Linked DNA regions of Danio rerio: region 2 is linked to region 1. Evidence: chromatin contacts called from public Hi-C data. All regions are on one chromosome and are shown on one strand. Each heading gives the region's core, a stretch centred on a gene start, on an enhancer-like site or on the middle of the called end of the contact. The rest is flanking DNA. Distances are from core to core; before and after follow the strand shown. Region 1 overlaps stard13b (StAR related lipid transfer domain containing 13b). Region 2 overlaps stard13b (StAR related lipid transfer domain containing 13b).

Region 1 (2,532 bases), core at 10-2,509:
CCTATTCATCCATCCATTTTTTCTTACATCCACCCTTTTTTTCACCCACCTATCCATCCTTCCATCCATCCATCCATCCATCCTTCCATCCATCCATCCATCCATCCATCCATTCATCCATCCATCCAACCATCCGTTCATCCTTTGCTCAATCCATCCATCCATCCATTATTCTTTTGTTTCATCACCCATCACTCTTTCAATCCATCCATCCATCCACTCATTCATCCACCTATTCATTCATCCGTTTTTTCTTTTATCAACCCATAATTTTTTTATTTCACCCATCCATCCATCTATCCTTTGCTCCATCCATCTATTATCTTTTCCTCCATACATACATCCATCTATCCATCCTTGCATCTACCCATTCATCCACCTATTCATCCATTCATCTTTTCTTACATCCACCCTTCATTCTTTTATTTCACCCAGTTTACTTACTTTCATTTTTTTTCAATGTTTGAAATGTCTCTTTTTTGGTAAACTGTTTCTTTAAGTTAACAAATAGGATGCCAAAATGTATGTTAGGCACTTGGATTCACTCTTACACTCCACCCAGCCATAAGAAAACACTAGCAAGAGTGACCTCGAATAATGCTTCGCGTTAGTGAGGTTGGTGGATGAAAGCAGACAGTCAGCAGGCGTCCTTGAATGGAGCAGACGAGTGTGTTACAACAGCTGCACCAGTCTTGTTTGAATTCATTTCAGGACGAAAACATACAGAGCGACTTATGACCCAGCGAGCTTTATCAGCAGTCAACAAGTGTTTTTCACCCTCAAAATCAATGAGCTCTCACTGTGTGCCTTTGAACATTTTTTTTACCCAAGTGAAGAGGTTAGATACTTGGAAATCAGAATCAGACATGGCTTTTTTTGGCTTATAGTATGAACTAGACATCCTGCATCAACATTATGCCATTAAGGAGAGTCATTAAAATGGCAAACGTAGTCACTGTCTATGACTTTTCATCATTTTAAAAATTTTTATTATCCTTGATTCCATTTAAACACGTACCTACTGTTTTCCGTCATAAGATGAAACTCATTTGGAAGCCATGAGATGGTCAGGAAATGAGTATGACCAAAAAAAGCCCAGCTGACCTAATCTCTGTTGTTTTTGCCAACCGTGAAGGCAGCGGTTCTTCCAAATGTTTTGTCAGAAAGAAGAATTTATTGCATCTTATCTGGAGGGCTGCTTTTGTGCGTACTTCCTAGTGATTGTAATTTCCTTTGGCCCACGTCCCAGCTGTGATTCTCTACGGGCAAAACTGAAAGAAAGGCACACGATGATGACGATGTGAGATTAGTGAGTGGCACCTCTCTTTAATAATAACTCCTGACTATTGTATGTCGGATGTCAAGCATTAGGGGTTCCTGAATCACCAACGCTCTTGTTAATTAAAACCTAGGCTGCGAAATAATAGACGAGGATTCCCACACTGTTTCCATCATGACCCAGGGCTTTTCCCTGCAGAGCCATGTTTTGCTGTGCCAGCAGTTGAGTTTTGATTATTGTGGTGTTAAAAGCTGTTGGTATTTGTTTTAAAGTATATAATTTATAATTTAAAATATTCTATAAATGTCTAAATAGTGTAAATAAATTTTTATTCTAGTTTTCTTTTAGTTTATTTTGATTTAAATTTAGCTACATGACACTTTTACCTAGAATAACTCTAAAATATATACACTTTCTAATTTTTCTCAGAATTGTTGACAACAACAGTTGCATCATTTCCCCTACATTTTGCAATAGATTGTGATATTGATAGTTCTTGCGATATTTTTCTTAACACTCTTTCTGTGTCCTAATTCGCATACTTATTGTCACAGAGGAGATGCTGACAACAGAGTGCGGATCCAAATGCAGGATTTATTTTAAAGAGAATGGTCAGGCAGGCAGTGATCACAATCAGGAGCAAACAGATGTTTACAGGGAATCCCGAGTCATGGTCAAATAACAGGCGAATGGTCAGTACAGGCAGGCAGCAGACAACATAAACAAACAAACAAGGCAATGAAAACGCGTCGTAATGTTAACTTGACAGATAAACAACACTCAGCCAAGTCTGTGTGTTTGTGTGCTGTATAAATAGTCCAACTAATCAGTCTTTGAGCAGCTTTAGCTGCGTGAGTGTAATCAAACGGGATCAGGAACCTGTGTGTGTGTGTGTGGTGCGTGACTGGAACTTGTAGTTCTTGAAATGACGGATTTGTAGTTCATTAGCGATCTGTGTGTATAGCAGCTATCTGCACAGGCTGGATCGCTGGTGACGGTGACACTTCTAGATATTTGTTAATAGTCATTCAAGCAACTTTACCGAACCATCTCTACTTATACACCTTCCTTTCTTCATGTGTTCAATACTTTTTCCCTGTGTCATTCTATGTTATTACACAAAACTTGATTTGTAATCTAATTAGTTTAGTTTAGCACCTTTAAAGATATATTTTCTAAGAAAAATGGTGACATGTCCTTTTTTCTTATTGAATTTTCAGTTCTTTAGCCAATAGCATAACATCACCTACTGT
Region 2 (2,532 bases), core at 18-2,517, 130 kb before region 1:
AACTTTTAGGCGGCACAGTAGGTAGTGCTGATGCCTCATAGCAAGAAGATCGCTGGGTCGCTGGTTCGAGCCTCGGCTGGGTCAGTTGGCGTTTCCGTGTGGAGTTTGCATGTTCTCCCTGCGTTCGCGTGGGTTTCCTCCGGGTGCTCCGGTTTCCCCCACAGTCCAAAGACATGCAGTACAGGTGAACTGAGTAGGCTAAATTGTCCGTATTGTTTGAATGAGTGTGTGTGTGGATGTTTCCCAGAGATGGGTTGTGGCTGAAATGGCATCCGCTGCATAAAATCTTGTTGGATAAGTTGGCGGTTCATTCCGCTGGGGCCACCCCGGATCAATAAAGGGACTATGCTGAAAAGAAAATGAATGAATTAATGAATAGAACTTTTAGTCACATGGGTTTCCTCCACAGTCCATGACATGCCCTATAGGTGAATTGGGTAAACTAAACTGGCCATAGTGTTTGAGCATGTGTGTGAATGAGTGTGTATGGGTGTTTCCCAGTACTGGGTTGCGGCTGGAAGGGCATCCTCTGTGTTTGTGGTTCCTTCCACTGTGGCAACCTCTGAAATAGAGACTAAGCCAATGGAAAATGAATAAATGAATATATCTCATATTAAAACAAACTTTTATTTTTGATATGATTAATCGATTAATCTTTGTCCGGAATTAAAAAAATCTATTTAAGGATTAAAAAAAGATGGAAATGAAGTACAGCATTCAAAATATGTAAACCTTTTAATCATATGAATCTTCTGTTTTATATTTTTTTTTTAAATCAGATTTTATTAGTCATTTCTTCCACCGCCACTTTCAACACGATAGCATTCGCCTCTGGAATGATCTGGCCTGTCAGATACACTTCGCGTTTAAACTGATCAATCTGACAAAGCAAACCAATCACGTCTTAATAAAGCGCCAGTGAGTGGCATGATTTCACGCTCGTAGCCCCTCGATAGAAACATCCTGCCAGGAATAATCTTGGTCTTTCACAGTTCATCTGTCTAGATGATGTTCTTGAGCCAAAGTGTCAGAAAGGAATGTTCTTTCTTTTCTCCACCAATCAGACTCTTCCTCTGGTTTAATGTGTGTTTTTGCGGACCGTGTTTTGGGGGGTAATGAGGGGGTTAGCAGGATCGCTAACCACAGCCTGGTCTGGGACATTTAGGTCGTGTGATGAATGGACGGGTGCATTGTAAATCAGCCACTGGAGAGCGAAGGGCTGGATTCCTCATAGCACTGATGTCACCACCGTCGTGCTTTCAACAGATCCAGACTTGAACGCTCTCAGCCCGAGCCAGATGTTCAACCCCTCAGATCCCCTGTTATTCCCTCCTCTACTTGTGCAAGAGTCCCAGTTATTCCCTCTCTGCCACTTTGGGATGCCGTTATCACTTTTCTGGCTCTGTGGGATTCGCTCGTAGACATTCAGGTTCTAAAATAGTTTCTGATGTGATACCATTGATTTTCTTGCGTTTTACAACTTTAATTTTTTTTTTTGGTTTCCTAATGATACATTGTTCCTTTTTGTCCTGATTTCTCCTCATATTTACATTTACATATACAATACATAAAAAAATGCTGTTTGGGGAGCGTCACGGTGGCGCAGTGGGTAGCACAATTGCCTCACAGCTAGAAGGTTGCTGATTCGAGCCTCAGCAGGGTCAGTTGGCATTTCTGCGTGAAGTTTCTCCCACAAAGACATGTGCTATAGGAGAATTGGGTAAACTAAATTGTCTGTAGTGTTTGTGTGTTAATGAGTTGTGTATGGATGTTTCCCAGTACTGGGTTGCAGCGGGAAGGGCATCCGCTCTGTAAAACATATGCTGCATGACTTGGCTGTTCATTCTGCTGTGGCGACCCCTGATACATAAAGGGATTAAGCCGAAGGAGAATGAATGAATGTTTTACGCAGCGGATGCCCTTCCAGCTGCAAACCAGTACTGGGAATTTGGATGTTCTCCCCATGTTTGCGTAGGTTTCCTTTGAAAGTGTATGAGTGTATTTGTGAATGAGTGTATAGGTGTTTCCTATTACTAGGTTGAAATTTTTATATTTATATTTATTGGCCAATATATCGGTTATTAGCCTTTGAATATAAAGAATTTTGTTTTATTTATCAGTATTGGTCAAAAATTCAATTTTGCATCCCTAGTTTGAGTAATTATCTGTGAAATACGAAGGTTTTTCTATGAAATACCATGAGAAGCACTGATCTATTTTGAGTTTTTGTTGTAATGATGCTTCTGCAGTTCCATATTATCTCACAAAAATATGTAAAAAAATAACTTAAAATCTTATGGGGTGCATTTCTGGTTTCCCAGTCTGATTAAGCTGTTGATTAGATGCTCTTAAAGTGGATAGTTTACCAAAATAATATATATTTTCTGTTAATTTACTTTCACCCTCAGGCAATCCAGTGCCTTCAGCAGGATATTAAAGTTTCAGAATGAAACTGTGGTTGTTTGTGATTCAGAACATTAAAGTGACTGTCAAACCTTTGAAAGCCAAAAAAACAAGGCCAAAACAATTACA

The links. Hi-C and Micro-C count contacts between places; a contact is called where the count stands out from the background.
Region 2: a Hi-C map of an unstated tissue shows a contact between it and region 1, with 1.6 times the contacts expected there. The contact joins two enhancer-like sites. A contact is called at or near these places in 2 of 18 Hi-C or Micro-C datasets (caudal fin and an unstated tissue).

Annotation. Positions count from the first base shown.
Region 1 is chr15:36,118,173-36,120,704 of GRCz12tu, reverse strand. The region is part of intron 5 of stard13b (StAR related lipid transfer domain containing 13b); the gene reads left to right. Among named protein-coding and RNA genes, the nearest start is that of nbeab, 41 kb to the right of the region's middle. Within about 2 kb of position 1,259, at least 8 of the 62 cell types and tissues checked have an H3K27ac peak or open chromatin away from gene starts, as enhancers often do. A contact at or near this core is called in caudal fin, where this site is marked.
Region 2 is chr15:36,244,951-36,247,482 of GRCz12tu, reverse strand. The region is part of intron 1 of stard13b (StAR related lipid transfer domain containing 13b); the gene reads left to right. Among named protein-coding and RNA genes, the nearest start is that of stard13b, 12 kb to the left of the region's middle. Within about 2 kb of position 1,267, at least 5 of the 62 cell types and tissues checked have an H3K27ac peak or open chromatin away from gene starts, as enhancers often do. A contact at or near this core is called in caudal fin, where this site is marked.